Regions from separate parts of the Mus musculus genome. Here region 1 is linked to region 2. Evidence: chromatin contacts called from public HiCAR-type data. All regions are on one chromosome and are shown on one strand. The core of a region is the stretch at or near the end of the contact, and the rest is flanking DNA. Distances in the headings are between cores, read along the strand shown.

Region 1 (2,700 bases), core at 13-2,512, 250 kb before region 2:
AGGATGGAGAAAAAGCCTCCTCGGACCGCTGTGGGGGTTAGACTTGGTGGAACTCAGTCTGGCTATAAACAACTCGTTTTCTCCTCTTAGGAACACAGTTTTAAAAGTCAGCAAAATTTCAAGGGAATGCCCTTCAAAATTGTATGTTACTGCGAGTGCCTTTCAATTTCATTTGCCTGGAGCACAAAGAGAAGGAACAGAGGTCGCTTTCATTCAGGAACTGAAGTTGGCTGGGGCTGGGGAGGGAAGAGACCAAAGGCCAGGCCTCACTCTGGCCTGTACCTCAAACCACAGAGAAGCAAACACCAGACTGCTCCTCCAGATCAGGGGCTGATTGTGTATGGTGTGTTAGGGAGAAGAGAATTAGATGAAAACTCAAATCAACCCAGCCAGGGAGAGACAAGGAGGGCTATCTCAAGGGGAAGCAGCTCCTGCTGCTGCTTGGGACACAAAAGCAGGGCTGTGGGTGTGCTTCAGTGGCAGAGTGCTTGACTAATATATATGAGGCCCTGGGTTCCATCCCCAGAATTGAAAAAAACATCATACAATCTAGATGCCCCATGGACTGTGCCCACCCCTACCCTCCACCATGTTCCCTGAAAGCTGAATATAATGGTGTGCCTGCCCCAGCACCCAGTAGCCCAGTAGATGTAAGGACAGATAGAGGATGACAGAGTTCAGTAGTCCCTGCTTCCTGAGACAAAAACAAAAACAAAACAAACAAACAAAAAAAAAAAAACCCGCTGTCATCCTAAAAGACATCCTTTGTGCTGTGAAGCCGTTGGGCCTTGTGTGAACAGAAAGCTCACTAAGGCCTCTCTAAGGAGAACCTGCAGACATTCTCAGAGAGGGGCTACAACAGAAAGGAGGAAAACATTGATTGTACCTGGAACACATTAATGAGAGGCGATTCCTCCCTACTATTTGTAGAGAAATGCGTCCATCTATGTAAGTTAGGCTGACCGGCCTCACTGTTATCCTTCCAGCTCTGGGCAGCAAATTTTAAGTATTGTAGAACTGGGATGGAGAAAAGTCTAGAAGATCAACAGGCTTGCTCTGGTGGCCACACAGCAGGACTGTGTGATGTTCTGGTGGAGCGCTGCAGAAGGCATGACTTTCCAGACCCTGCGGTTTCCTAGGTGGAGCTTCAGAGGCTGGCTTTTAAAGAGGAGAAAAAAATTTCCCCACTGCCAGTTTGGTTTGGGAAACAGAAGAGACACTTTGGCAGTTCCAGGCATGTGGGTGAGGCCTATATGGAGGCTGGGGCCCTGAATGCTGCCAACAGCCCCTCCCAGCAACAGCTGGCTGCCCTACTTTTCTCTCTCTCTCACTTTAACCACCCCTTTGGAAAAGAGTCATTCCCTGCTCTCCCGGGCTGCTAGGGATTCAGAGGTCAGGGACAACTTTGGCCAAAAACAAAAGAGAAAGGGGTCTTCTCTCTTGCAGAAGGAGGGAAGGTGGCAGTAAGGACAGGCCTACCTCTGGAGGGAGTATAGGGCTGACCTGACAAAGAGGAGAGTGAGCGTTGCTGACCATCTTGGGAGGCCAACGCAAGGAACTATTTTGCAAACCACCTATAGACGTTCCCTCTGGGAACTTTTTCCAACGATCAAACTTTGGAAAGTTAGTTATTGTATAGTGAGTGTGTGTATGAAAAGCATTTTTAAGAGCCGAGGGTGTAGCCCAGGGCCTTGTACATGCTAGATAAGTGCTATCACTGAGCTTTCAAAACATTTGTCTTTGAGACAGGATCTGTAGCTCTGACTGACCTGAAATTTGCTATGTAGGCCAGGCTTGCCTGAAACTCACACAGATCTTCCTGCCTCTACTTCCCAAATACAAGGATTAAAGGTGTGTGTGTGTGTGTGTGTGTGTGTGTGTGTGTGTGTGTGTGAGAGAGAGAGAGAGAGAGACACTACACCCAGCAGGAAAACACTCTTTAAAGGAAAAATATGAACTCTGTCTTTACCCATTTTTAATATTTTGATTTTAATATATTTTTTATTCTTTAAGAATCCTGTACGAGTATAGAATATATTCTAATCATATCTCCTCCCTATTCTTCTCCCTAACTCCTCCAAGATCTACCCTTTTCTGTTGTGTGAGACAAGTTCACTATGTAGCCTGGCTGACCTTGAACCATCTTGCCACAGCTTTTCAAGTGCTGGGATAACAGGTGAAGGGCTCTAGCAGTCTTGGGCTTGGCTAACATGATACTGGCAAGCCTAGCCCTCCCCCTGTCCTCCTTCCCTCTCCCTTGTAAACCATAAATTATATCCCTAAAGCTAGGTCTATTCCTTTATTTAAACACCTTCTTATGCCCAACTCATCCCTGAGGCTGGCTACCCAAAGTCCAGCAATTAAAAGCCTTTGGCTCACATACTTAACATGCCCAATCAAAATATACTACTGCATCATAACCCATTCTAACACACACCTCCTTTTTTTTTTTTCTCCTCTTAAAAATTACACCTGCAAAAATTTCACCTCTTAACAATGACCTGCAAAGTCCTTGGCTCCTGTTTTCTGCCTGAGTCAGAAAGCAGCCACCTTAACTTTTCTTCCCTGCTCAATAAAGGATCTCTCTGTGAAAATAGGGCTTTGGGTGTGATTTGCACCTGCTCCAGGATTCGGGAGGGGTGGGGAGCCCCCACTGTATGCAGGTCCCTTTAACAGGCAGGTGTCACCATGCCTGGCATC
Region 2 (2,700 bases), core at 102-2,601:
GAGAGAGAGCAAGTAAGGCATCCAGGATAATTTACAGAAGTCAGTTGGTTCTCTCCTTCCACCATGTGAGTCCTGAGAATCAAAGTGAAGCAGTTGAGCTTGGCAGCAAATAACACCTTTACAGGCTGAGCCATCTCACCGTCTCACCGTCCCAACTGAATGGACTTGAATGGGAACAGTGTCTTCATTATTTACCGGTCAGACATAAACAGCATCCGGATCCGGTTACATCCTTAAAAACTAGCACTCTTACTCTTGCCCACCTTGCCCCTACCCTTCACTCTGTGGGCAGCCTTCTGTCTTCCTCCTTTTTAGTGGCGCGTTTTTAATAAGGCTAGCATAGAACTCAAACTCTCCTTTCTCGGTGTTAGGATTACAAGTGTGCGCCACCACACCCAGCTTCGTCTTCTGTTTTACTTAGTGCCTTCCTGGTTCTCTGTATGAGGCTCTGCCCTCTAATCTACAGGCAACCCTAGAGCAATGTCCCCATAGTCCTAACCTTAATGACTCCGGATGGCCGTGGAGTCAGCTCCAGCAGCACTCTCTCCCACTGGCTGAGAGTGGCCATACCCTTTCCTAAAACAGCTCAGAGATTACTTTAACATTCAAGCAGCAATCCATCAGAGAGATCCCAGTCTGCATTCTAGTGGCTTAGCTGGCATGTGACAACCCAAGGAAACTAACTAGGTCATGTTTTTCGTTTTCCTACACAGCTTAAACCAAGATTCCAAAAGGCTTTCTTTGTACCCAGTAGCTCCAGCAGTTGCAAATCCTCTCCAGGAGTTCCTTCAAGCCAGAATCTTTTTGGCCTCATCCGTTTCAGGCTGGAGAGAGGAAAGAAATATTTATGAGACTTGGTCTCCGCCTTGGGGAGAAATAAACCCATAATCACTACTGTGTTCTGAGACTTGAGGATCGAGAGGAACAAAGGGCATGAGTGTGCGCATGTGCGCAGCTCCACCCCTGCCCCCAACATTCCCCCAAGGGGGGCACAAATCCCTCCCCCACTGCACAGCCCTGGATCTGAGTTCTGCCTGAGTGACTGAGGGAGGACTCTCAGCAGACTGTTGGAGGCGGGAAAAGCCAGGCAGGGACATGGTTTCTGCGTGTAGACTCAGCCTGATCTCACCAGGAACTCAGGACTAGACCCTGCGTCCCAGCATCTCCTCGACTCCATCTTAAGAGTTTCGGCGTGTTGCCGGCTCCTGAACACAACTTCCTGATATACTTAGGATTTTTGGCTTTATACTTTCAAGGGAGTTCAACCACTTTCTTTCTGATCTTGTTACTGTGTCTCGTTTGCATATGTAGGTTCTAATAGCGCCATCAAAATGAACTGGGCAGGAGAGGCACCCTGGGATACTCTGCCGCGCCGCAGCGGCAGCGGCAGCTGCACAGGAAAAGTGGTGGGTAGCAAAGTCGAGCAAGATCTTAGCTGGAGACAAAGCTGGACAGGATGGTGAGAAGGCTAAAACAAGATCTCACTATATAGGCCAGGCTAGGCTCAAACTCGTGTTCCTCCTGCCTGCCTTTGCGTCTGAGTGCTCGAATTACAGGCATGTACCGCCATGCCTGGCTTGTTACTCCATTTCTTTCTTTTAATTTAAAAAAAAAAAAAAAGCTCGTGTGTCTCTTTTCCTGCGTGATGAGGGAGTGGGTGGGGGAGGGCATGTGGAGATCAAAGAACACAGCTTTGTGCAGTCGGCTTTCTCCTTTATGTCGGTTTCAGGTCGTCGTTTGCACTATGAGAGCTTTATCCACTGAAATATCTGGCTGGCCCTTGATATTCTGTTTCTTAGTGCTGTTATTTTACACCCAGAAGATTGTCCCTTTCATCTAATTTTCCAAATTCGCCAGCAGATTGCTCACAGCGATCGCATGTGCTTTTCCAATGTCTTCTAAGTACCGCTTTCCTCCCCGCGGTGCTGCCTGCCATCCATCTTGTGGTGCTGGGGCTGCGGGGATGACTTCCTGGCCATGCTTTGGAATGCCAGCCTAAATAAGCATATTGTCCCTTTACCGATAAGGTAGGAAGGGTTTACCAGTTACAGGGAGGAAGCCAGGGGTCTCACGGCTTGTAAAGGACATTTAATTTAGTTCTTTCTCCGACAGGAAATATAAGTCTGCAGAAAATACTGCCTGGTTTTGTCATTGCCTGGCTTAAAATGTCCCCCTCGCACTGAATCCAAATTACTTGGCCAGACTCACAGGATCCTAAGGAATTGGCCATCCATAAATCACCGCCCGGTGTGGAACTTAGAGCTAGCAAGAATGCCAGAGGCAAGGGCACTCTGCAAGGGAAGGGTGCCTCCACTGAGCCCAGAAGTGAGACTAAGGCAAGTGAGGTGAGCTGCATGCTAATGTGTAAAGCACAGCTGCAGACACAAACAAGCTGCAGGGCTTTTGAAGTTGTTCTCAACCTGGGGGGGGGGGGGAGACCCCTTTGGAGACCCTTTTATAAGAGTCGTCCAAGAGTATCGGAAAACACAGATGCTTACACTACAATTCATAACGGTAGCAAATTTGCAGTTATGAAGCGGCAACAAAAATAATGTTATACTTCTTGGTCACCACAACGTGAAGAATGTATTGAAGAGTGTCAGCATTAGAAAGGGCAGTTAGACCAGTTCCAGGAGCCAGGAAACATTGGCAAGTGGGGAGGGGAAGATAGGAGAGTGAGTTTTAGGCAACAGAAACTGC

Evidence for each region. HiCAR-type assays count read pairs that join an accessible place to other places.
Region 1: a HiCAR-type map of fibro-adipogenic progenitors shows a contact between it and region 2, with 6 times the contacts expected there. The contact joins two enhancer-like sites. A contact is called at or near these places in 6 of 484 Hi-C or Micro-C datasets (CD4 T cells, cortical neurons, embryonic fibroblasts and 2 more), 21 of 115 datasets of contacts at active chromatin or transcription factors (the NIH/3T3 cell line, the SCID.adh cell line, T-cell acute lymphoblastic leukemia and 14 more) and 1 of 9 other capture datasets (embryonic stem cells).

Annotation. Positions count from the first base shown.
Region 1 is chrX:13,494,068-13,496,767 of GRCm38.p6, reverse strand. It overlaps the pseudogene Gm14506. Among named protein-coding and RNA genes, the nearest start is that of Nyx, 34 kb to the right of the region's middle. Within about 2 kb of position 1,262, at least 47 of the 459 cell types and tissues checked have an H3K27ac peak or open chromatin away from gene starts, as enhancers often do. A contact at or near this core is called in fibro-adipogenic progenitors and neural progenitor cells, where this site is marked.
Region 2 is chrX:13,241,207-13,243,906 of GRCm38.p6, reverse strand. All of the region lies in intron 1 of 2010308F09Rik (RIKEN cDNA 2010308F09 gene), which reads left to right. Among named protein-coding and RNA genes, the nearest start is that of 2010308F09Rik, 5.2 kb to the left of the region's middle. RefSeq lists an enhancer at 1-2,700. Within about 2 kb of position 1,351, at least 363 of the 459 cell types and tissues checked have an H3K27ac peak or open chromatin away from gene starts, as enhancers often do. A contact at or near this core is called in fibro-adipogenic progenitors and neural progenitor cells, where this site is marked.